4 separate regions of the Rattus norvegicus genome follow, and regions 2, 3 and 4 are each linked to region 1. A link is a contact called in public Hi-C data. All regions are on one chromosome and are shown on one strand. Each heading gives the region's core, a stretch centred on a gene start, on an enhancer-like site or on the middle of the called end of the contact. The rest is flanking DNA. Distances are from core to core; before and after follow the strand shown.

Evidence for each region. A called contact is a pair of places that touch in the nucleus more often than the background predicts.
Region 2: a contact with region 1 is called in a Hi-C map of liver, with 4 times the contacts expected there. The contact joins two enhancer-like sites. A contact is called at or near these places in 11 of 12 Hi-C or Micro-C datasets (the A7r5 cell line, Schwann cells, frontal cortex and 6 more) and 1 of 1 datasets of contacts at active chromatin or transcription factors (oligodendrocytes).
Region 3: a Hi-C map of liver shows a contact between it and region 1, with 3 times the contacts expected there. The contact joins two enhancer-like sites. A contact is called at or near these places in 2 of 12 Hi-C or Micro-C datasets (hepatocytes and liver) and 1 of 1 datasets of contacts at active chromatin or transcription factors (oligodendrocytes).
Region 4: a Hi-C map of the A7r5 cell line shows a contact between it and region 1, with 7 times the contacts expected there. The contact joins the promoter of Myh9 here to the enhancer-like site in region 1. A contact is called at or near these places in 8 of 12 Hi-C or Micro-C datasets (the A7r5 cell line, the Rat2 cell line, Schwann cells and 4 more) and 1 of 1 datasets of contacts at active chromatin or transcription factors (oligodendrocytes).

What each region holds. Positions count from the first base shown.
Region 1 is chr7:111,372,166-111,378,600 of GRCr8, forward strand. All of the region lies in intron 1 of LOC102553868 (a long non-coding RNA gene), which reads left to right. Txn2 (thioredoxin 2) reads right to left here. Exons shown (of 4, transcript NM_053331.2): 4 at 5,173-5,825. The coding sequence ends at 5,712. Among named protein-coding and RNA genes, the nearest start is that of Txn2, 16 kb to the right of the region's middle. Within about 2 kb of position 2,441, at least 35 of the 93 cell types and tissues checked have an H3K27ac peak or open chromatin away from gene starts, as enhancers often do. A contact at or near this core is called in the A7r5 cell line, Schwann cells, kidney and 1 more, where this site is marked.
Region 2 is chr7:111,255,132-111,261,566 of GRCr8, forward strand. Myh9 (myosin, heavy chain 9) reads right to left here. Exons shown (of 41, transcript NM_001305877.2): 4 at 4,878-4,905; 5 at 4,006-4,099; 6 at 509-601; 7 at 1-57. Among named protein-coding and RNA genes, the nearest start is that of Apol2, 39 kb to the left of the region's middle. Within about 2 kb of position 3,035, at least 10 of the 93 cell types and tissues checked have an H3K27ac peak or open chromatin away from gene starts, as enhancers often do. A contact at or near this core is called in the A7r5 cell line, kidney and liver, where this site is marked.
Region 3 is chr7:111,280,696-111,287,130 of GRCr8, forward strand. All of the region lies in intron 1 of Myh9 (myosin, heavy chain 9), which reads right to left. Among named protein-coding and RNA genes, the nearest start is that of Myh9, 21 kb to the right of the region's middle. Within about 2 kb of position 3,221, at least 22 of the 93 cell types and tissues checked have an H3K27ac peak or open chromatin away from gene starts, as enhancers often do. A contact at or near this core is called in liver, where this site is marked.
Region 4 is chr7:111,301,048-111,307,482 of GRCr8, forward strand. It overlaps Myh9 (myosin, heavy chain 9), which reads right to left and starts at 3,916. Exons shown (of 41, transcript NM_001305877.2): 1 at 3,759-3,916. LOC120093913 (U6 spliceosomal RNA) reads right to left here and starts at 2,564; the gene lies at 2,463-2,564. It overlaps LOC102553569 (a long non-coding RNA gene), which reads left to right and starts at 5,566. Exons shown (of 4, transcript XR_010053879.1): 1 at 5,566-6,435.

The DNA of each region.
Region 1 (6,435 bases), core at 1,191-3,690:
AAGAGCACTGACTGCTCTTCCAGAGGTCCTGAGTTCAATTCCCAGCAACCACATGGTGGTTCACAACCATCTGTAAAGAGATCTGATGGCCTCCTCTGGTGTGTCTGAAGACAGCAACAGTGTGCTCATATACATTAAATAAATAAATCTTTTTTTTAAGTCAAACTAATTGAAAACAAAACAAAACAAAAAAACCCACAAAAAGGAAAAAAAATTCCCATTTTAAAAAAACCAGGGGGTTGGGGATTTAGCTCAGCGGTAGAGTGATTGCCTAGCAAGCGCAAGGCCCTGGGTTCGGTCCCCAGTTCCGAAAAAAAGAAAAAAAAAAAGAAAAAAGAAAAAAAGAAAAAACCAGGAAGCAGTAGAGGTGTACCTATGCACGGGTGTGTGTGTGTGTGTGTGTGTGTGTGTGTGTGTGTGTGTGTGTGTGTGTGTGTGTGTGTGTGTGTGTGTGTATGGGGTACACATGAAGACATAGCAAGAAAGTGTCCACATACAGGCCAAGGACATAGACCTCAGAAACAATCTGTTCTGCTCCTGAAATGGAGAAAACACTGTGCCCTCAATCAGCTCAGGTTGACTGACAATCAATCAGGAGGAAGGGTTCAGCTCCTTTCAGAGACAGACCACTGATGGGAGGGAGGGTGGCAAGCTAGGAGCCAGGCAACAGGACTTTGAGGTGCCATCAGCCTGCCTTCTTGGGTAGGAGAACCCCATTCAGTTCCCATTCCTCCTGGGAGCATGGTATCTTTCCTCTCTCTCTCTCTCTCTCTCTCTCTCTCTCTCTCTCTCTCCTCTTTCTTATTTTGATTTTTTTTCAAGACAGGGTTTCTCTGTGGAACCCTGGCTGTCCTGGAACTTTGTAGGACACCTGGCCTCAAATTCAGAGGTCCCCTGCCTCTCTCTGCCTTCCATGTCCTGGGATTAAAGGGGATACACCACCAGTGTCCCGTCTTTTCTAGTATTAGTATGTTTTCTAATTTGCAGCAGGAAGCCCAGGGAGTCACTCACATAGCACACCATCTCCCTACATGTAGGAAGTAGGAACAGAAGCTGTGAGCTCAGATGGGCATGGTAAGACTCATAGGGACGTGTGAGAACCAAGAGACCCATAGAAGGCTGAGGAAGGCAGTGGGCCAGAGGAGACAGCCATTTACCAGTGCTTACCCAGTAGGTTGGCTGCAGGTAGGGCCCTGACCTACCCTCTAGCCGCTCCTGTTGGGTGTCAACAGAGGGCAATGAGAACTGGTGAGGAGGCGGGGCAAAATGAGGACTCAGTGAATTCCACTAAGCATTCTCCAGGGGTGAGGTCATCTCTGGCTCCCTGGGGCTGCTGGAGTCCAGGGCAGGAGGGGATCAGGGAAGGAGGACTCAAAGCACAATGGAAGACCAGTAGCAAGGTCTAGGCATGGAGCAGGTTAGAGCAGGAGGAGCCAGGGCAGAGAAAGTTTACCTTTCTGTCTATCATCTATCTATCTATCTATCTATCTATCTATCTATCTATCTATCTATCTATCATCTACCTACCTACCCATCTACCTATCATCTATTTATCTACCTATCTATGTATCTTATTTTTCTCTATTTTATTTTTATTATTATTATTATTTTTTTGGAGCTGGGGACCGAACCCAGGGCCTCGCGCTTGCTAGGCAAGCGCTCTACCACTGAGCTAAATCCCCAACCCTCTATTTTATTTTTAATACCTAACACTTCTTAAGCTCTTGTTGTGTGACTGAGCATTGAAACCTGCTATGCCCCCTAATCCTACCCAGATCCTCAACCAGCACCGTTGTGAGCCCCAATTTACAGGGACGGATTTGGGCCACAGCATGGTGAGAACCTTGCCCCACAGGGAAAGCAATATATAAACTGGCAATAATAGCCCCTATGTGGTGTTGGGTCATTGTGAGCACTTGGTAATACTGGCCATATCGCTCGGAGGGTGCAAGCCATCATCAGCATTTTCCTGATGCAAGACGTGTCCTTGAACAGTAGACTGGCCGATCTAAGGTCATGTGCAAGTAGCAGATACGATGGAAGAATCTGGGCAGGACCTGATGCTTCTTGCACTGTGGAGTGACCTTCCTTGGAATAACCATAGCCTAGACTTCCTGTGTAGCCACACTTCGGCCTTGGGCTTCTGGGACTGGGGTTCAGGATTAGGCTAGTAGCCAGTGCTCTGGGCACTGGTGAGGAACCACAGTAGAATGCCTGGAAGCCTTGCTTGCTGCCTGGCATCCTGTCCAGGGAGGACATGGCCCTGACATTGTTTTCTGGACCCTGCCTGCTGAGGGCCCACAGGTCAGGAATTTCCGCAGCCTGGCCAAAACAGCCTTCACTTTCTGGGAAAGCTGTCCCGTGGTAGCCACGGTAGGGGGTTGAATAGGCCTTGCTCCCCTGGCCAGGCACAGACTTCTGGTAAGAGCAACTATGGAGACATTGCCAACATCCTCTGAACAGTCCAGGTTCTGGGCCTGAAGGCCACCTCCATGGAGACACAGTGACTTCCACACTCGCCTCTCCTACAGCCAAGGGAGAGAGCATTGTTTTACAGCTGGCAGGAGTCACAGCGCTGGGATTCAGTCCCAGTCTATCCTTCCCCACCCACTCAGGAGGGATGGCACCTGAAAGTCACCTGCAGCCTCCTCTGGGGTCTTTGGAGGGCAAGCTTCTAGTTAGCACAGCCAGTCTCCTTGCAGTACTGAACACTAGAAGAAACTCACTTCCTGGGAACGTGACTCAATGGTAGAGCATGTGCTGAGTGTGTGTGTGTGTGTGTGAGGCCCTGGATCCCATTTACAGACATGCAGTAAAAGGAATCTGTTTGTGACCTCCCCAATGTCACCCCAAATGCCTCTGCTAAATGCCAAGGCTCCTGGTGGCCGGCCTTCCCTGTGGAATGCAGTCTTAGCATTTACTGCAGTCCCTCTGTGCTCAATCTCCTGTGACAGGGAGGCTCCCGCTTGCCTGGGGGTGGTTAGTTGAGGGATGTAGGTTAAGGTGCTTCCCTCTCTGCTTCCGGCCCCCAGGCCCAGCCTCAGACCGCAGCCCACCATGGCTTAGTGTGCCTGTGGTCCTTTGTCTCTCTCAGGCTTCCCACCTGGTGATGAAAGGCCTTCATTAACATCAAGCATGGTGGTAATACTTGTAATTCTAGCACTTAGGAGGCTGAGGCAGGAGGATCGTCTTGAGTTCGAGGCTAGTTTGGCCTGCTCTGTCCGATCACATCAATAAGTAAAGAGACTTGTCTTTCTCCACATTGCAGCTGGGTTGCCCACCCCGGATCCATAACCCTGAGGCCCCATGGGGGATCTGAGGCCACTGTGGGACTGCCACATCCCTGGTGAGGTCAGCAGCCAGAGTTAGGTAGATCACCCAGTGCATGCTGTGCTCACAGCAGTGACTCATGACCCATAATCATGGGCAGAGGCTGCTAACCTGGGACAGCTGTGTCTCTAGTCCTGGGCTCACCTTGCCTGTGGAAGCACCTTTTAAGGAGAACTTAGTTCCTGCCGTCTGCCAGGCTCTCCACATCTATCTAGGAGTCATACTCCCACCTGGGTTTGAGTCTGGCAACGTCAGTCAGTTTTTCGATGTGATCTTGGGCAGGCCCATTTCTCTGAACCTCGGGCTCCTTTGCTTATATAGGGAAATGATCCTGGCCTCATCAGAGTGGAATTAAATGAGGTAATGTATGTAAAAGTGCTTGGTGAACGGTACCTTTTAAGGGGTGGCAGTGGGCAGAGTCTTGAGTTTTGGCCACGCCCCCTTCCTTACAGAGTATCTCAAGTTACTCAACTCAGCTGGGTTAGTCTTCGGTAAAACAGGCCCACACTCCTCCTCGGCTCGTGACATAAAAGCCACACATTTTGTATAGTGATGGGGTGGGGGGGTGAGGGGATAGGGGGTGGGGAGGTGGGGAGGTTGGGGGGGGCTGCCTGGGGATGTAGCTCAGTTGGTAAAATCCTTGCTTATCATGTGGTGGTACATACCTGTAACCCCAAAACTTCAGAGGGGGAGGAGATGAGCAGTTCAAGGTCATCCTTAGCAAGTCGAAGCTAGCTGGGGGTACATGAGATTGTCTCAAAACAGCAGGAGGGCACATAAGACAAATGCCTGGACACTGGTGGCTTGGCCATGCTCTCTAACCTCTGACTCTAATGTACTCCTTGGAGGCTACTATGAATGAAGCCACTGGCCACGCCCAGTACCCAGGAGGGGCTCTGACCAAAGGGAGTCCTTCATTCACCTTGCTTGTGGTCTCTCTGCAGAACAGTCACTAGGCCAGTTTTCTCCCAGCCTTGAGGTCTTTTGGACCTCCACCCTCTGCCCTGCTCTGCTTCAGCATTGGCAGTCTTTTTGTTTGTCCTCAGGTGGATCCCTCTCTCTCGGTGAGTTGTAATGGAGCAGTGCATGTCATTGTGAGGAAATGTACACACCAAAGGACACTGTGAACTCAGTTCAGAGGGCGTGAGAACCCTCTGTCAAGCACTCAGGACTTGCTGAAAACAGGCATCAAGTGACAGTGGTCCCTTAGCCCTGGGAGGGCAATAGATAGGCTGGGCTTTCTTGATTGGGTAGCCTTGTGGCCTGTGTAGGTAAGGGAGCTGGAGAGGGAACAGGATGGGTGGAGGGTCCAGTCCCTAGGACGAGAACTTCCTGTGGGCATACATGGGAAGTAGTGCCACCCAGCCAGGAGGGGTCAGAAGCCAGCCCAGGAAGAAGGTCCCAAAAGGCTGAGGGGACCAATGGTCAGAATCCAGGTTCAAACACCACTTTTGGTTGAACCCAGCCTACATTCCTTGAACCCTTGTCTGCACTTTGGGAAACAGCACAACCACCCCTGGGCCTTAGGAGGGATGTGTGATGGCATGCCCAGACCAGGAGCCATGCCGGATGGGAACACGAGTCACGAGAGGGGTGGAGAACCCAAGGGGAGTTGGGGACAGTGGTGGGCCTGGGAATACCTGAACATCCCATGCGCCGCCCACAGAACAGCAGCCGGTGGCAATGCAAACCTGGTTTTATTGGTCTGCTTGTTCACAGCTCCTCCTCCTGCTCAGGGAACCAGAACCAAGGCCCAGCTAACCCAGGGAGGTGACAAGGAAGAGAAGGGACAGAGATAGGGAATGGGGTGGGCTCTGTTCTTCACAGCAAGAGGTAGAAGGATCACATAAAGTTCTTTATTACAGACCTACAAAAGATGAGAGAATTATCCATTACTCTCACTTGTTCAGCTTCTTGTTTCCTTTTCAAGCAGAGGCAGGAGAGGAAATACACCAGAGGCAAATGTGTGTGTGTGGGGCTGAGGCTTCAGATCAGAGGACCTCAGAGACGAGGACTGGGCCATTGCCTGGGCGGTGACTACAGGCTGGCCCAGGCTTTGTCTAGCATCTAGGGGAATAGCAACAAGCCCTAGAAGAAGCACACAGTAGGTGCACAGGAGGAGCACACAGTAGGAGGTGCTCAGGATGCCCCTCCTCCACACCATCGGCAGCATTGCCCCTCTCCTGGCCATCCTGGCTGAGGGCTGGCTCTGAAGTGCTGGTGGCTTCTAGGTTTGGAAGTCTGCTGCCCAAAGGCAAGACCCACAAGGACAAAACGGGGGCAGGGCACGAAGGATGACAGCTGAGGGCTGGGAGTTCTACTAGGTTCCTCCCCAAATGGGTTTCCAGCAGGCAAGGGCAGTCTGGCCTCTTCCCTGCTTGTCAGCCAATTAGCTTCTTCAGGAAGGCTTCCAGCTGGTCTTCGTCCTTGATCCCCACAAACTTGTCCACCACGTCCCCGTTCTTGATGGCCAGCACGGTAGGCACAGCAGACACCTGGGTGAGGGAACCAGAGTTCAAATCACTTGGAGGTGAATATGTCTCTGAGCCTTCCCTAAGTCTCTGCTGAGAAGGCCAAAGTCACAGGAAGAGCCAAAGAAAATGGGTGTGGGGCTGGGAGGAGGCCCACCCATTAGAGCCTCTTCTACTGCAAAGCTCCTGGTAGCTTCCTCCCCCCTGAACCACAGGACTGACTCGCTGGTCTAGCGGTTTGGCCAGAATGACAAGATGAAAACAGCCCGTGTGTGTGCTGGGCGCCATGCTGCTTCCCAAGCCTTATGGCCTTTCTCTGTGCACTAGGCATGCGTGCTTTGCCTTGGATGCTTGAGCTCAGGGTCCCACAGAAAACTCGGGGGTCAGGGAGGCGAGCTCCAGGGCTGGATGGCCCCACCTCATTCCTACCCTGGGTGAGCCTGGTGAGCCCTTTATTACCTCAGGCCTTGGTTTGTGGAGACAGTGACAATACTTTTAGTTGAGCATAGGAATGCCGAGTAACACTCTTAAGACAGCGCAGGGCACAGGGCACACTATGGGTGTGGTGGAGCTTGACCTCCTGAGGACCACTTTGGTGGGTTATAGCTAGTGGTTATCAGGGACCAGAAACTCA
Region 2 (6,435 bases), core at 1,785-4,284, 120 kb before region 1:
AATGTTGGCCCCAACGATGTAGCCGTTGACATCAAAGTTGATACGAATGAATTTACCCTGAGGAGAGACAAATACAGAGGAGACAAATCGGAAAGAGAACAAGAGGCCTCACCCAGCCCTGCTCCTGTACCCAGAGGCTGAGGAAGACCAGAAGCTCTGTGTTTAAAAGCTGAGCCAACATACAGGACTCAGAGGCCCTGAGCTAATCAATGCCCAGCCTGGACTTGGCTCCTGGCTCTTATGGGCTGTTCTCCTTGCTATGTGACCTGACCCTGGGAGCCCACTGGTCACTGGTATGACAGGGCACAGACAACACTTCCTCACTGGCTTTTCCCATCTTCTGTGAAGGAGACTGTGGCCATTCTAAGAGGGGGAGGGCCACGCTGACAGAAACTTGAACAGCAACTGGAGGAGGGAACAAAACTCACGTCTTTGTTTGGGGTAAAAGCACCAGGTGGGAAGCCATGGTGCTAAGATACGTGCATGGTGCCCACCAGTTGGTACTCACAAATCGTGAAGAGTTGTCATTCTTCACCGTCTTGGCGTTTCCAAAGGCCTCTAGGATAGGGTTGGCCTGCAGCAGTTGGCGCTCCAGCTCCCCCTGCAGAGGAACCCAGAGTCTCATAAAGGCCAGGTAACAGTGTGGGCTAAGCCCAACACACCAGGAACACAGGCCTGCAGGGAGGGCTCTGGTAGCTGCCATTCTAGCCTCCTCCTTCCTGCTGGGCCTTTGCAAACAAGTTGATCAGAATTTGACCTGTGAGGAAATCAGGAAGCTACCAGCTCTGGGAAAAAGTGCTGAGAGTAAGGAGATTAAGACACAACCCAGTCTCCGAGACAGTCTCGCCCTATGCCCACTGGCCTTCTGCCCCTCCACATATCTAATCCCCACCATTTCCCCTCTGCATCAGGACAGGCATCAGGCCCACAAGACACAGGTTATCCCATCCAGACGGAGTCAGAGATACTGTCCCTACGGGTTCCATCCAAACCTTCCCTGACATCCAAATGAGGGACCGGTGAAGGCCACTTTGGAGTCCCACATGTTTATCAATAATTTTCACAAATCCTATCTGTGGAATCTTGGGGCTTGTTAGGGGCCAGGATAAACCCTTGTACATCTTGCTCCTGGACCAATGGTGCTTACATAGGCAGATAGCTGCCCTGTTTCTCAGACTCAGGAGCTGAGGTTGGGGAAGAAGGGACAATCTGTTCAAGATCCCTGAGCCACGAAGTCAGCCAACTCAAGTCTTCTACCTAACTACTGCCAATCACTTTAATACCCCTGTCCTGGCCACTGTCCACCAAATCAATTCTGCAAGCATCAATCAACAATGGCCAAAACTGGTCGTTGAGAACCCAGGACCCCATTCCTCGTGACCTCTAGTGGAGTGCCTGACTCTCACCAAGCAGAGTTCACATTTATCAGCAGGGCTGAACAGTGGCCAGGGCTTTATGGAAACAGCGGCCACCTGAGATGGATGAAAAGTAACACAGAAGTGGTGGCATTAGCTCTCCCAAGAGTCAACAACACACCTGTCCTCCAGCACACCTGCCTTCCAACACACCTGCCTTCCAACACACCTGCCACAGACACCGTGTGTCTACAGGGCACCAGCAAGGTTCTGGAGTCCACCAGAGTCCAGAAGTGAGCCAGATTAAGTCACCTCAGCCAGGGCTCCCCTCTTCTGCAGAAACTTCCACAGCCCAGTCAGGTAAGTGAAAAGGTCACTCTACTCCTGAGAAGAGGGCCACTGAGGCCAGGCCACAGGGCAAGGACAGCCATGCCCTCAGCCATGGCTCTGCAAGCACTGGGATCCCTCCTATCAAAGCAGAGGCCAGGCTGCCAGGATGGCTGGGCCACTCCTGCTCCCTCAGCAGTCTCTGCCTGCCTTAGAGGCAGAGCTCAGGCTTCTCCTGAACCCACTCACAGCTGCTACAGAAAGAAGAATCAGTGGGCCAAGTGGGAGCAGTTACAGAGCCTGTTCCCCGTTGCCAATGGTGATCGATTTACAGACAACTAATAGGTACAGAAGAAACTTTGTGAATGAACTTTGCACAATATGATATCTGCTGGTGTATGAGCCTAAGTTTGAAAATACTGGTCCAGTTTCTGAAAAACTTTCAGGGTAGGGGGTGTTTCAGCCAGGGGGCTCCAATTACTAAAAAAAAAAAAAAACCCTGAAGGAAACAGGATGGCTGCTCAGACAGCAGAAGTTCATTGTCCTCTTAAGGAAGCTCAGTTCTGAAAATCCACTGACCTAGCCAAGGCCACATAAAATGTCTGGTGGGCTTGGTCTGCAGGTGTCAGGGGTTAAGCCAGTCACTGCAGGTAAGAGTTCCCGCCCACAAACGTCAGACAGGCCTCGCACGTGTCAGGTATGGGAAATCACAGTACAGCTTCAGGCACGGTAAACAACTACACCAGTCAATGGCCTTTGCAGTGGCAGAGGCAGTCAGCCAACCACTCTAGCTGGAGGAGGACCCAGGCACAGAGTGCCCACCACAGGGTGCATCTTCACAGCTTTCTTCCCACCCTAAGACCCCAATCATTTGTATGCCTTCCCTCTAAAGTTGGAACCAGACATGAGGCACATGGGGCCCTTTTACTGCTCTCTAACTAGGGTCCTGTCTCTTGTCCTCCAGGGCAGAGACTCCAATAGCACCCTCCTAAAAACCAGTCACATACCAAGCATTCAACAAATAGCTGGGAAATAGATTTTACTCCAAATTCAGAGACAGAAAACCACAGCAAGAGACCTCCTAACCTCACAGCTCTGTTTTTAAAACAGGTCTCCTATAAAGAATGGAAAATGGGGTGGGGTGAGGTGGGGGATAGGGGGTGGGGAGAGAAAAGAAACTTTATTAGTTTCTAAATATAATTCCTAACACCCCACGGAAAAAGTCTCAGAAAGTCCTGAGAAGCTTGGCATGTAGAGAGTTGTTTCTGGTCTGGTTCCACAAGACGGCATACGGATGCCGTGCGGCTGCACCCGAGCTACGCATGCAGAGACACCCCACTCACTAGTGAACAGTGTGGAGAACGCCAGTATGGTGAAGCCAGTGAGGCCAGTCGAGCACCCCAGTAGCCTGGGGGTGACATCACCGGCACTTAGATTTCTCAGGGCAACCAAGGAAACCTGGAAACTCCAATCTGGGACCTCCTGGCATCTCTCCCAGCTTGTGCCAGGAGAGGAAGAGCCAGTCATCTGTGACTGGTATGCACCACTGAGCGTGTGGGACTCTGGGAAGGCAGGTGCACATCCCACCGTGCCGAGACCAGAACTGCACAGGGCCCAACTGGAATTCAGGCAGGTCTGGAGCTCTGAGAAAAGCCAGGTGATGAGGCTGACCCAGTCAAGAATTGCTGTGTGCGTCACGCCCAGCCCTCCTCCCGAGTCAATCAGTGAGCCGAGCCTCTAGGAAAAGTTCTAGCTGCGGAGAGTGACAAAGTGTGGGGTGAAAAGCTGCTCAGAAGAATGTATGGCGTCCAAGGGCACACGATGGCAGAACACGCATTCCTAGTGCAAACGTGCAGTAAAACGTGCATCTCACCTAGCCAGGGCACTGCTGAGTTCCACCAAAATCCACCAAGGGAGGAGGGAAAAAAGGAAGTAAGATGACTTTCCAACTGTGCTTCCTCAGTGAGAGGCTGTCCACCCAGAGCATTGGTTCACACAACAGAACAAGGGTAGGGGATCAAAGGCAGGTCAACCCAAATCCTTCTGGCCTCCATCAACTTGAGAGCCGTCTTGGGCTGGCCCTGTGTGCAGCAGTTAGCTGCCATGACAAGCATTCTGCTGTGCAAACCCTGGGATGGCTCCAGTTTCCATAGCAACTTGGAGAGTTCAGAGGCCAGGAAAGGAATGGACCTGCTACTATCCAGCCACTCCCATTACCTCTAAGCCACCAACCAGGGAAGTGGGTGAGCCTCTGCTTGATCCCAAGAGCATCCTCATTTTTAAAGATGAAGCCTCCCTCCTTCACAAGGTGCCAAGCACTCACCTGGTCCTTCTTGCTCTTGTGTGAGGAGGCCACATGTGCCAGGTACTGGATGACTTTCTTGGTGTTCTCTGTCTTGCCTGCTCCAGACTCACCCCTGCCAACAGAGTTAATGAGTCCTCACTGAGATGTGGCTTCGTCCTCATCCTCCGGCCCACTGGGGGACAGTGCTGCTGTCTACCACTCTGCCCTTCTGTGGGTCCCCGTGAGGGAGCCAACATGAAGAGAAAGGAACAGCAACCAAATGGGATGCTCTGGAACCTTCTCTCGGTTTGCTTCCACGGCCCTCGAGAGCCAGACAAAAGTCGATTCATGCCACTGCCTACCCTGGTCACTTGGCAACCTTCAGAGCCAATGTTTTAGACATCAGGGAGGCAGCTGGTGACCTGGGAGCCAAAGGCACTAATGTGTGTTCCCTTCAAACATTCCTGAGAGGTAGTTTCTGTTCCATGAACTCCCCGCCTCCTTATTAAGATGGAAAGTCGCCAGATCAGCAAACCGGGGCCGGAGGGCATGCTGGGGGTTCTGAAAAGCCCGCTGGTGGCTCTCACTGGAGCCTCAGGTGCTCCTCCGCTGTCACCCACCCACACTAGAGTACTTTCCAGGGCTGATGCTCAGCTCAGCTCACTGAGACAACTGGTACAGCCCTGAGTCCTGTCCCAGGGAGGGGAGGGGCCTGAACTGGGAATGAGCTTATCAACCTGCCTTTGACAGGATAAAAATAATCTTTCCCCAGGAATAAGAGCAGGGATGAGTTCAATCCCCAGCACCACAAATAAAATCATCAGAGCAATGGACACCACACACACACTCTCTCCCTCTCCCTCTCCCCCTCCCTCTCTCCCCTAACCCCTCCCTCTCTCAGAAACACTTACGTGCAAAGGATGGACTGATCTTCTCGGTCTGCAACAAAGAGGACATCAGGTTACCTTGGATAGGAAGAAGAAACCTCCCCCTTCCTATCTCAACGGAGAGTTGCCAAGATAGGGAACAAAGACTTAAATGCTTCTCTGAAAGGACTCTCCCAAGCCTCCAACCTGGGCTTATTGTGGACAGCCTCAGAGGAGGGACATTCACAATGGAGGAGCCCCAGGCAGCTGCCTGCGTCCAGCTCTGGCTGCACACCCCTGCCACCCACTCCAGCCCATGAATATCAGGGGAAAATGCCCATGGCAGGCTTTTGCAACACTGCCCACATTTAAGTAAGGAATATGGTTTAAGGGGCCAGAAAACAGAGCAGGCGACATGGCAAGGCCTAGCTTACAATGGGACAGTCCCAGTATGGGACACTGAGCCTTCTCTGAGCCCCATGCACTCCTCCATGTTGTGAGGTAGCACATGTAAAAGGGACACATGTGAATCCACATGCATGGTGCTTGGCTCATGTAAGGCACAATGAATGACGACAGGATAGGGGGAGCCAGGAATAAATGGCAGCTTCTGGCATGAGCCTGTGACAGCCTGCTCTCTACACACCAGTGGCAAGAACTTCCAACAGTCACCCTACCTTCACAAGTTCAGCAAGGAGAAATAGGAATGTTCCCCTCTGCAAGGAGGGACAGCCACAGCTCCCTGCACTCTGAACTCTAAGCTAAGATGGCCAAGCTCCGGGACCATGGGCCCACCTCAAACCCTATAGTTAAACAGTTGAACCCAGCCCCCATGGGCCGTTTGGTAACATCAGAACCACAGCGAGGTACCTGACCATGACGCTTCACAGCACAGCATACACTGGCTACCCACCCTACTTCATGATTATTTTGATAAATATAACATATAAACAGACCTGGTGCTGACCCTGTGAATACAGTAAACTAACTCACAGTGGTATGGGGAGGGGGTAGGGGAACAGGAGAACCAGTCAGGGGCACTCGTGGCTGCTGGCCATCATGTTGGCACTCCTGGCCCTTGCACGGGCTCAGGACCCCATGTGACAAGGTGCTGGGTGAATGACTCATGGTTTTCTGTGCACATGGCCTCGGGACAGGGAATTAACCATCCAGTGGCAGACTGACCAGGCAGATCTCGGTGCTCTGCAGGTGAGCTTTCTAGCATACCTCAGCAGCATACCTGCCGAGTACACACAGCCATCTCTACTCTATCAGGACTCATACAGGATGCAGGGGAAAAGCCTTACATCCCACACAGGCAGCAGCTGCCACTGCCCTCGGCTGCAGCCTTCATGCTAATCTCCCAAGAAATAGCCACCAAGCCAGGCACTTGGAGGCAGAACTGCTGTGGACATAAGCGAGGTTGAACCATAAAGCTGATAAACCAAACCCCCAAATCAAGAAAAAAGGAAAACATCTTGGAATGGGGCCCCCATCATCCCACTCACACCAATACCACCCCACTTGCCTGAGAACCACTCAGAGACAAGTCAAGAGGGGACACTCAACCTTCCTCCCCCTTGCTCTGCCCCTCCACCCCCAA
Region 3 (6,435 bases), core at 1,971-4,470, 91 kb before region 1:
GGCAGACATGAGGATGTCTCCTCAAAGCTGTGGGCCTGGCTCCCTGCCCTAGAGTGCACAGGGACTCTGATTGAAGATGGGACCTGCTAGAGCTGAGGTAAAGTGGTAAGTGTAGTGGGGCTCAGCCAATGGCCAAAGGCTGAGACTCCAGTCCTGACCCTGGCACTCTCAACTCAGATTCTGTGTTATGGTTTGGACACTGATGTCCCCCAGAGAGGCTCAGGTGCTGACGGTCCCCAAATGCTCGGAGGTGGGACTTTGGGCCCTTCAGTAGAGTCACAATTAGATGCCTTTAATGGGCGATGGCAGTCATTTTCAGAGGTGGAGCCCAGTGGATGAGGATCATGTCCCAGGCCACTCTTTGATATCCCTGTGCCTCCTCACTACCATGAGGCAAGCAGCTTCCCTCCACCTCCTCCTACCCCAGATGCTCCACTTCAAGAGCAGAAGGGCAGAAGGAACCCTCCACCTGCAAGTCAAATCAATCTTCCCTTCCTTAAAGGATTTCTACCAGGTGAGTGCCACAAGGACCCACAGCTGAGTGAGACACACTGAAGCCCAGTGTGATTAATCACAAGTATGTGAACGAGAGAGAGCACATCCACCCTCCCTCTCCTCACATCTATTAGTTTTAAGGTCAATGAAATTGTCAAGCCCCAATCCCACCATTAATGACATTGGTTCTATAAAACTGCTCTAACCACCTTCAAAGCCACGAGTTTCACTTCTTCACTGGTTCAATCAACAAAACATATTTGAAGACCTACACATAAAGAAGTCACGGCAAAGGTGGAAGTTCCTGGGTTTTACAATGCAGAGAGACACAGGACAGATCGCACACACACAGCTCCGAGGCATCCCTGTGGACAAAGGAGGGCAGACAGGGCAGACAGAAAAAAGGCAGTTTTCTTCATTTTGGTCAGTGTCCCCCAAACTCAAGTGTCCACTAGACAGATATGACGACTGAGGAGGGAGTGCTTGTCATGCCTCAGCCCCAGATCCCATGCATGCTGCTTTCTTTCTTTCCCTATGCACAGGAAAAGTTGCTTAATTCCACATATGCCTATAATCCTAGAGGGCTCAGAGGTCTGAAGCCAGCCCAGTTGACGGTTACACAAGACCCAATGTCAAAAGAAAGTAAAATTCTGGGGCTAACATGATTCTAGGATGCAATAACTAGATCCAATTCTAGTATGGATGTCACTGTCACCAAGATAGGACTGTCCTTTACAAGAGGCAGCACTTTAAGAAATTCACCTAATTATCTGTGGTCCTGGGACCAGGGGATGAATATGCCAGAGGGCTTGTCCTGTGCTCAAAGCCTCAGGTTCAATCCCAGAAAATAAATAAATAAATTTTAAGACACACAGAGGCAGTGTACAGGACTTCCAACACAGCAGCTCAGTGATTCATATACAAAGTCCAGCAGCATCTAACGGTCCAGGTAAGCAACAGAGATTGGGAGGCAACAGGGGAGGGAGAGCAAGGGTTGCTCCAGCTTAGTGCCAGCTCATCCTATCTGGAGACTTCCAAGCAAATACTATTTACTTAGTAACACTGTGTGTCAGTCAGGATTAGTCTCGGGAGCCCATGGCTTCCTCCCTGGGTACTCAGATCCCAGATGAGCACTTCCCTTCTCCACCCGCCAATTCATCTAAGCACCTTCGGGTGACCTACCTCCACCTGGAGGAGCACCCTGCCTGAGCTCTCCACCTCCCATGGCCTTCCCTGGGTCTCTGTCCCTCTGGCTACCCAAGTCAGTCACTGTGGACTTGTCCCCAGTGGATGAACAAGGCCTCCATCCCCGGTGCCCTGTGCATTCACACTTCTCCTTAGCCTGGCTCCCAGCTCAGGACTCCCCAGCTCACATTACTACTGACACGCTCTCCTGTTTTATTGACATTGCTGGGTAGGTTCAGCAGATTCGGTAGCTCCACTCCCTACTCAGAACAAGCCTGCTGATCAGCCTGTGAAAGCTGCCCTGCCTCTCCCTCTCCCTCTCCACTGTGCTCCCCAGCTCTTCATGCCAGCTCCATGTGCATGGCCCATCTGACCAGGATGCCAAGAGACTGTGCCCTCTGCATCAGAGGCCCTCAGGTCTCATCCAGCAGGAAGATAACCTGTTTGATGGGCCCTCCCTCTGAACCCTGGGTTCATTTCCACCACACTGACCAACCGGCCAAACTGTAATTACCTAGTTTCATTTGAGGGCAGGAATTGGGTCTCAGTCTTCTCAGTTCCAATGTTTAGCACAATGGATGGCCCAGGGCAGGCACTCAGCTAAAGTTCTAAGTGAATGAGTGAGCGAGTGAATGAATGAATTAACAAACAAATGAACAGAATTGGCTAGAAAGTCACCTAAGCTTTGCCAAGGGTCAGAGTACAGGAAGAGAGGAAGGAGAAATACAGAATCAAGGAGTGAAGAACATGACAAGCTCATTTCCAGGAAAACTATGTCATTCTAGGACTGAGTGTCACACACTCAAAATTGCAAAATTGAGGCCTCGATCTACCAAGAAACAATGGGGTGCAGATAATTTAATCATCCCCAAAAGAACGTTCTGGCACCCCAACATACCAAGACAAAGTTGGACCTACAAGACCAATATACCAGAAAGGATGTTGACAAGCAGGGCCTGTGCCGCGTCCTTGAGTGACATAAGGATCTGCGGAGGGCTAAGTCTTCACCTGTCACACAAGGGCTGCAGCCGTCAGTCTTGGCCATGAGCTTGGAGCCAAGTCTTAGAACTTGGAAACAATCAGTGGGGGCACCTGTTCAAACCCCAAGATAAATGCTTGGAGTACACCAAACACATGGAATGGGTACAGCCTGGAGGCCAAAAAGACCAGGGCTTGAATTCTACAATTTTCTGTCCTCTGCTTCTTGTGACACTTCACTTCAGAATGGGAGGGGATGTGACAGCTGCTAAAGAGCTGCGGTTCACGCTGCCACCGAGATTTAATGTTTCACATTTCTACTTTGCCCTGCTCTGGAAATGACTCCTCATCCTCCCTAGGAAGGGTCCCTGTGACTATGCAGGTTCTGGTCCCCTCGGAGGAAGTGCACACCACCACAGCCTCCTGCAGAGCTCTGATGCAGGCAGAAGGAAGCCTGCCCAAGTCACCCGATTAGGCTTGGCACTCAGGAAGATCCTGTGGGGGAAAAGGACTGCTCCAAGCTGATCTGGGAAATGGTGACAGGATGTGCGCATGAACTGTGCACAAGGGCTGTGCCAGAAGAGCTAGACCTGAACCTGGCCTGGCACTGACCACTGTTTGTGACCTCACCCTGGGCCTCAGCTTTCACACTTGCAAGATGTCTACTGGGGCTGTTGAACCTGAGAGCACACAAAGAGCCTGGTACAGACACCTGGGATAATGGCTGTTCACATAGGGACCACTCCACCTCAAAGCCAGCTTCTCTGTAGCCCCTGTAAGGCAGCCACGGACCTCAGGTTGTGAGGGGTGGAGATAGAAGCAGGCAGAGCACCAGGAGCCACGCACCCACCCCTCAGGAATGTTGTTTGCTTACAGAAGAAGCTAGGACCTGTTTGTATTAGCAGTTCTCCAACCCCGGCCCAGGCTGATGCTTGGCAGATAAGGAAAACAGAGAAAGGCCCAGAGGAATTCAGCCCAAAGCCTGCCTGGCTGCCTTCTTTCTAAAACCCACATGTGGCCTGTGGTCATTTTCACAATGCCCTATGCCCAGCAAAGGACACCGACACATTTTAAAATGTACACGGTAAATACAAGTGTAGATTCCCTCCTATGCAGTAAACGTGGGGGTGAATTTACAAGGGGCTGTAGGCATCACCCACGCCTAAGCAGGATCTTATCAGCCATTTAGGAATGTGGGCTTTATTCTGGGGACAGTGAGGGAGGGGGAAATGACATCATCAGCTCTGAATTTGAGAGTTCACCCTACATACTTCACTGAGGGGGTGGGTAGCCACATATGGGAAGTCCTGGACCAGTGCAGTCAGAGTAGGGAACTCAGAGGGGATTCAGCTCCCAGGACAAAGTAGAAGACTCAGGAATCAGCTCTCAGTGTAGACAGGGTAGCGGACACAGGGGATCCAGTTCCCAGTTTAGGAAGGCATAGGAGTTAAGGGGGATCCAGGCAGGCAGGGGTCGGGGTTAGAACTAGGAGAACAAGATAAAAGCCTCCAGATTTTACCTTCTGACCCCCATCCCAACTCCCTGGAGTCCTACAGTTACAGCCTCCCAGATGACAAGTGGCCAGCCCCAGGGCTCTACGTATGTTTGCTGAGTGTCAGGGACCCTATGTAGCACATGTCACAAGAACTACAGGACAGACATGAGTCTCCTCCATGCAAATCACTTCTAAATGATGAATGAATAAGTCAGTCTGAGCAGAAAGTGATCTGAGCCACTCCCAACAGTGCAACGTCTACCCTGAGGACAAACTGCCCACACAGGCCACTGGAGCCCAGCCCTGCACCCAAGGCCTTTGACAATCTTTCCACAGAGCCTTTACCAACGTCAGCTCCCCAGACTGTCTTTTCTCATATCATCCCCAGACCAGTGTTTCCTGCTGACTGAGTCTTCCATGCCCTAGGCACAGCCCTCACCCAGCAGCCCATTCCTAATGCCTTGGTATAAATTATCCCTACCACCACCACCACCACCACCACCACCACCACCACCACCACCACCACCACGACCCAAGCTCAGTTCTGCCCTAGAACCTCTGCTACTCTGCTTAGTTTCCAAAGTACAGAACTGTTTCCTCTGCCCCTCTTTACAATCCAGGGTCCCCAGGCCAGTGCTGCGGGAAGGACCTGAACTTTTGAAAACACTTTGTCTTCTGGGGTCCAAGCACCTAGGACCTTGGTACTTAAGTCTCCAGGACAAAGGAATAGAGGAAGGGAGATAAGGAAAAGGACAGAAGAGAGAAAGAGGGAGAAGGGGCAGGGAAAAGCAGATGGAGGTGGGGCCTTCAACAACAGGTTAGGCAGTTTTGGCCCAGAGCTAAGGCCAGGCAGGTAGCAGGCGGGGCTGGAGTTGCAGATAAGTCATTTACACTGGCCTCTGGCTTAAATTTTAATTGGTTCAATATTTGCACAGTGAGATCACGCAGCAGCCTCACCTGCATGTAATGAGCTTTCACTCAGCCATCCAGGAGCTGCAGGGAAGCAAGTTATTCCAGGAAGAGATTCCCCAACCAGCTCTGGGCTGTGGGTCCCCTCCCCCTCCCTCAGGTTTGATAGGTTGGAAGAATACTTCTGGGTTCCCTTCTCCCTGTGGAGCTGTTCTCACGTGTACACTAGTGGTGTGCTCTCAGACAGCTTCTCCCAGTTTGCTGGCAGCTGCCCATACATGCACAGGGCAACTTGGAGCCTTCCAACAGTGAGGTTCCTTCCTTCCCTTTAGTTCTGCTGAGAGAGGGTTTTTCTCCCCTCAAGCACACGAGCATGGTTTGCTGAAAAATAACCACACTCGAACATTTTAATTATACGGCACTATCTCTGGGAAAGCGCAGAGTCTCTGATCCACGTCACACCGCTGAGCAGCGCAACCCAGGGCCGCAACCCAGAGCCGGAAACAAGGCCTGGGCCTGGTGGTGGCTCAGGCTCCGGCCTTCATCACCCGCCCTTCAGAAGGCAGAGGCAAGCAGACCTGTGAATTTGGCCTAACCAGGTCTCCATGGCAAGTTCCATGACAAGGTCCTGCCTATAAATAAGTAAATGACAAAGGTCACTGTATCTCAAACCCACCAGATCTTCAGCATCATATTTTCTCTTCTGACAGTTAGCTTTTTAACATTTTTTTTGTCTTTTAGATTTGGGGGTGGTGCTTATACACCAGGCAAATTACCAGAGCCAAATCTCCAGCCCCTGAAAGAGATAATTTTTTAAGCTGAATTATAGAGCCACTTCCCCAAATAATCTCATTCTTCTACGCCTGTAGGGCGAGGTACTCTGGTCACCAAGGCCCTTGGTGCTCAACACAGGTAGGCATTAGATAATGACTGACCTGATCTGACAAGGGGGAAGGGAGGGTCTAATCTTCCTTTCCTAAATGTCAGAATCCCAGGAATCAAGTCCAATAGAATAACTATCTCCCATCTTCTCTCCCTTTTGCTCTCTGTGTGTAGTTAAGAGAGCGGGGGTGGGGGAAGACAGTGTCTATGGCAGTCAGTGTCCAGTCTTCCTCTAGCTCTCTCTACCTTACTTTATTTTATTTTATTCTGAGACTCTCACTGACCCCAGCTGGCATCTGTCTAGACTGGCTGGCCAGCAAGCCCTGAGAGCTGCCTTGCACACTCATACAGCATACTAGCTGACACACCTCACTGCCCAGACATCAGTGATTACGTGTGCAAGCACAGGTCCAAACCTCTGGGACTACAGAGGATTCCTGTCACCACAGCCTCTCCACCTGGCCAGCTGTGCGACTGACACTAATCTTGGT
Region 4 (6,435 bases), core at 2,666-5,165, 70 kb before region 1:
GCACCCCTTGTTAGAGGGTGGAGAAACACTGAGTTAGGAACTAAGAAAAGAGTCTACCCTCCACCCTCACATAGTCACCTAAGGAGGCAAGACTGGTAAAACTGTTTAAAATAATAAGAAAAATGTAGACAGCCACTGTGTACCAGGCCTTTTGCACTTTTGCACCGACTACTCCTCTGGTTCTTGCATCTATCTCTGCAGAGTAGGTGCAATTGATTCCCATGTTCCAGGTGAGAAAACTGAGGCTTAGGGAATTATGTAATGTGTGCAATGTCACAACGCTGGTAGGAGAGTTAAAGATTTCAACTCTGCCTATTACCACAGTTAAAGTTCTTTCCCTGACTCCCTTTTCCCAACTTTAAAAATGAGATTCTGGAGTCAACTTGGTAGACTAAAGACTCTTGCCACCGAGTCTGAGTCCCAAGGGCCACATGGTGGAAGAGAGGAACCGATTGCCTTAAGTTAGAATCTGTCTTTATTTACTTCTTTCCTGAGAGCTTATTTTTCTTTTCTTTTTTTTTTTTTTTTTTTTTTTTTTTTTTTTTTTTTTTTTTTTATTTAAGGAGATGTATGAGCCAGTTGCCTAGGAGCCAGGGCACTGTTCTGCTGTCACCAGAGGACCTGACCCAGGGGCTCAGAGCACCAGGGGTTAAAGCAGAGAGGCAGTGATTCTGTAGGGCAGCACGAAAGGAAAATGCACTTCCTGCCCTTGTGGTAGAGATGCTGTTTTGTGCTCAGTAAATTAGGACGTTTGTTTAATTAAGAGAACACACAGACTTTCTTATTCTAAATATTTTTGGAACATGATGCTTGGAGGAAGCTGTCAAGGCAAGGATTTTTTTTTCCCTCCTGGCTTTAGCTCCTTCCCCCACCAAGAGAAGGAAAACAACAGCTAAAGCCCTCCTCTCCTTTTGAAATAAAGATGTCAAGCTGGTAGGGGCTGTCTTAAGCACTTTACTGAAGGATTAGTGAGAAGAGGAAGTGAGGGAAACTCCAGCCAACCCCATTTCTAGCAATTCCCTACCAGGCTAGGGACAATGTTGCATTTCTTAGTGTGCTTCTCCTCTTCTTTAAAGAGCTAAGAGATCCTTGTTTTGTTTTTTTTCTAGAGCAAAACCAGGCAAAAGGCAGGCTGTGATTAACTTGCACCCTTCCTTCCACAAAAGAGAAGTTGCCTCGTCTCCAAACTCTTTGGTTAAAAAGTTCAAAATTGATAGAAAACAAGAAAACCAGGACCCTGTCCTTTCTCTCCTCTCCCCTTGCCTGCCCTTCAGACCAGAAGCCCCACTAAGCTCCACTGAGAGTTCCTACCTCTCAGCTTCCCTTCCCCACCCAGGGCTAGCAAAAGCCTCCCCAACACAACTTGCCAGTGCTAGTTAGAGGGGAACCTGGTTCTGCCCACCTCCCCCGCCAAGACCTGCTGAGTGTAGGAGCTAAGATCTGGAGGTGTCACCCACACAGCAAGCACAGTGGCTCTCAAACTACACTAAGCAATCCCTCGATGCTTTTATTTTAACTGCTCCCCAATTATCCACTAAATGACTCCCCACTTTCCTTCACCACGTGCTTGCCTCAGTTTGTCAAGCCTGAAAATGTCTTTCTTCCTCATGGTGGTTGCCCTGCCTCCCCTGGACAGCAGTGGCCCCCTGAGCCTAGGAATTCCTTGAGTCCTTTGTCTGTGGCTTGTTTGGGACACACCACAAGCTGTCTTTGTGTCTTAGTCTACCACTCTGCTCTTTAATGCCTTCAGATTTCCCCAGGACACAAGTCCCTTCAGGAGGACAGCAGGCTCTCACAGGGTAATCCTATGCCTCACAGCACCTTTCTGGGGCTCCCGACGTCTCCACTTCAGTCACCTACTGGTTTTGTCTCAGCACTCCCCTGAGTGCCTCTGAGCAGGGGCGGCCAGGTCTTACTCAATTCTCACCCACCCCACCCCACCCCCACACACAGCACCTGGCCAAGTCCCTGGCAGAAGCAGGTTAAATATTTGCTCAATTACACATCTATAGGCCCTTCCCCCACCCCCACCCATAACAACCTTGTATATTAATTGACTGATATTGAGTGATTGTCTAAACGGGCCTTCAAGCAGTTTAGCTCTTTAACAGAAAGGGAGGTAGGCCTCCAGGTGAAGTTATCAGCCTGGACTCTAGACAGTGGAGTCAAAAATGGCTACAATGTTTCTGTGAACAAGTTACCTTTTTATTTATTTTTTTATTTTTTATGCTCTTTCAAAAAGCTTTATTTTCACTTGGTCCAAGGCTTGGGAGGGGCTCCGGGGCGGGTTACAGACTTGCCTAGTGGCTTGAGAGTTCCAGGTGGGGTTCCTGAGGCAGGCTGGCATACAGCAGAGGAGGAAGTCCCTTGGGGGGCAGAGACCTCCTAGTCCTGCTTGAGAGTGAGCCACTCTTAGAGATACTTGCCCAGAGATGGCTGAGACACGCCAGTTTGCGTTGGCTAAAAATATGGAACTCAATGCATTTGCATGTCATCCTTAAGCAGGGGCCAAGCTAATCTGTATCGTTTCAATTTTAATATAGGTGCGGCCATAGGGAACACACAAGTTACTTTGAAAGCTTGCTAATCCAGAAAACCGCTCCGAGAACTGAGAAACCAGTGGACCTCTCCACAGCCCAGCAGAGGCAGCCTCCCGGTCTCTAAGACCTGGAACTTCCCAGGAACCTTTTCCCTAACACCGCTGGGTGGGGCCTCAGGCACCCGCCCGGGCCCACTCAGCCCTCAGTTTCACTACAGCCCGCAAGCAAGTCCTAGAGGGTACTGACTCCGTTGCCTGGGAGAGATGGGGACCGGGAGGAGCTGGGTGCAGTTCCTGCCCTAGGCGTGGCTCCAGAACTGGATGGGGTGAAGACCCCAGCGCAAGGAAGTGGGGGATGTCTTCAAAACTCCGCCTCTAACCAAACATAAAAGAAGCGGCTGTCGGGCCTGGACTTAAAGTCAGGGCCAGCTCCCAGAGACTGGCCCGGGCGTGGCGTCCCAAGGTGCGGTGGAATCAGGTGCACGCCTGCCTGGGCGGCGGGACAGCTGCAGGCAGACCCAGGCCTTTCGACCTCGGGCAATAGAAATCCAAGGTTGAATGAGGTCAGACGGGGGGGGTCTTTCCGGCGCCCTGAGCCCCGCGGCAGCTGGGTCCCCTTTTCCCACGCACCCAGAGTACCTCTCTCCGCCCCCTCCCGGCCCGAGGGCTGACGGACAAATGAGGAAGTCCGCAGCGGACGGCGGAAACACAGCCAGGCGCAATGTCTGCAGCAGGACCGACCGATCCTGACTCAGGAGGACGCCCTGACAGCTGCCAAGCGGTCTCCGCCTGCCCGTTACCTCCCTTTGCCAAACTTACAAAGGAGCCGCTGCCCGGAGCCCACGACCTCATCTGGCGAGCTCAGCCCAGGGCTCAGAGACTGCAGCGTCCCCGAAGGGGTTAAAAAGTTTGCCCGAGCCGGCCGTCAGGGAGGAGGGAACACAGTGGCGACAGGAGCAGGCCGAGCTCCCAGTGCCCGGACTGGGAAGGCGTCCGGCAGGGACGGGGACTGTGTCCCCCTGGCTCCCTAACCCCGAGGCCTCGCTGCCTATCACCCCTCGGATGAGGATGCGAAGTCGAGTCGCACCCGACCGCGCCGAAACCAGCCACGCGGAGGCGGAGAACCACAGGGCCGCCGACCCCAAACGCCTAGAGTCTGGTCGCCGCGCGCGCGCGCTCGGCAGCTCCGGGGCGGGACATACCGGCAGAGCTCGCTCACCTGAACCTGGATCTGCCCGGGAAACAGGCGCTGGTTCTTCCGAGTGGACTTTCTCGAGCGCTCGGGCGGCGCGGTGGGGTGGGGCGAACGCGAGACTGGAGCTACAGCAGATCAGGTTCTTGAGCCTTCCGTGCCCTGCCCAGGAACCGCGGTGATCTGCGCGCCTCACCGCACCCAGCTCTGGTGCTCGCCGCCCGCCCTGCCCCGCCCTTCCAGAGGAGGGCAGGTCTACAGCCCGCCGCCGGCTCGGGGGTGGAGCTTCCAGGCGCCCGCCTCTTCCCACATTGCCCAATCCAATAGGGGTCTGGCCTAAACTGACAGGTTTTCGGCCTATAAATAGACAAGGAAAGGAAGTAGAGGGCTGGGATTCATCTGTCCCCACCTCCGCCCACCCCACCTTCCACCCGCGCTTCCTAGGCGGGAGCCACGCCTTGTGGGGCGGACCCAACGGACAGCCAGGTTACAGGACCAGGATTGACGCGGACTATATCCAATCAAGAGCTGGCGGCTCCGGCGCGCTTGGCTCCAGGTCCCGGCTCCGGTCGCAGCTTGGGTCGCGCCAGGGCCGGAGGGAGCGTGCTGGGAAGGTCTGAGACTCTGACACTCCGCCCCGCGAACCGTGTTTTCCCTTCGTCCTGTCCTAACAGGAGAACAGATATTAAGTACCATATATGGGAAAAGTGGTATTTTACATAATTATGATGACTGTGGGGGCGGGCATGGCTTCAACCCTGCATTCCGTGTGGGCGTCCTGAGTTCGATTTTGGAGCCGGCTCGGGGCTGTCCTCCAGCCTCTGAACCTTTGCTCTGGCGGGTCCCTCTGCCTGGAATGCTGTCTAAGCCACACTTAGAGTAATTAACTCGCACACATCTCAGATGTTTGTCACTAAATTATTTTAAGGGTAGATTTCATTTGTTTTATTTTAGTTACCATGAGAAGTTTTCTTTTTTCATTTAAAAAAATGTACTTTGCCTTTAATCCATCAGGAGTCTGTCCACGCATTATTTTCTGCCCTAATTGTCCGTTTCTGAGTTGTGTCCATTGATCTGTGTGGTCGATCCTGCAGCACGTCAAGTCAATGCAAATTTCTCGTCATTGCTCTTAACTGCTGGAATGTTCTTGCTAATACAGTCAAAATGAGCCTTCCCAAATGAACTTCAGGGAAAACTTCATTCTAAAGTCACAAGACAGATAAAGAAAGAAAGAGATTTTGCAGCCCAGATGACCAAGGATCGCTATCCACATTACATTAAAGACTGCTTCCCGGTTGATAAGAAAAATCCAACTGCAAAAAAAAAAAAAAAAAGAGGCTGAAAAATCCTGTGGTTGTGGGTGGTACACCAGAACTCAAGAGGCTGAGGGAGGAGGAGGAGTTCAAGACTAGCCTGAACTACACAGACACGCAGTTCAAAGGTGTGAAATATATAAAGCCAATAATTACTTTTAAAACTAATCATCAAGAGACTGGAGATGTAATTCAGCAATAGAACACGTATCCACCATGTGCCAAGCTCAGGCTCTATCAGCACCAACACACACACAATTTACTAAAGAAAGGACAGACTTTCACAGGAGGTTAAAAGAGAAGCACCCCATTTGTTATCACAGAAGATGAATGTGAAAACTATGAGTGAACCCAGCATGGCAGCTCATACCTGTAAACCCAGAGTCATTGCAAGTTTGGGGATCTGTCATAGCAGGACCTAGTCTCAAAAGCCCACAAAATAAAATACTATTATATATATATAATATATATTATATATATATATATCCCACAAAATAAAATACTATTATACACACACACACACACACACACACACACACGTATATATGTCATAGCAACACACACAGACCCTTTGGTGGTTGCTAACGTTAAAATGCCAACATTATCAGCAATGGATAAGAGATGACCCCATCAATTGCTTACAGGAATATGTGCTTCTACACTTTGGGAAAGCACATAAGCCAGGAATGGTGGCACACACTTGTAATTTCAGCACTGCAGAGGGTAGAAGCAGGAGGATCAGGATGTCAACCTTACTCTTGGCTACATAGTGGGTTTATGGCCAATCTAGGCTACATGAATCCTGGTCTCAAAAAAGAAAGAGAAAGCAGACCTGTCCTTGGCTTTATTTACTAAAGTTTGATATACACCTCAAGAGTCAGCAGTTCCACTCTTAAGCATGTATGCAACCAAAGAGGACTAGCTAGATCCATCAAAGGATGTTCAGAAGTGTTCACAAGGGTTGGGGATTTAGCTCAGTGGTAGAGCACTTGCCTAGGAAGTGCAAGGCCCTGGGTTCGGTCCCCAGCTCCAAAAAAAAAAAAAAAAAAAAAAAAACCCAAAGCCGCAGAAATGTTCACAGACGTTTAAAACAATCAAAAGGGAACAGTGAGATGGCTCGACAAGTAAAGGTGCCTGCTGCCAAATCTGTATTCTGTCCCTGGGACTCCCCTGGCAAAAAGAGAGTGCCTACTACCTCAGGTTGTTCTCTGATACACACAAAATAAATTTTTCAATGTTTAAAAGAGAGAGAGAAAGAAGAGAGAGAGAGAGAGAGAGAGAGAGAGAGAGAGAGAGAGAGGTTTAGTGGCTCATTCCTTAAATCCTAGTGCTCAGTATTTTTGAGGTAAGATAGGTCTCCAGTTCCGTGACAGCCCAGGTGATATAGTTAG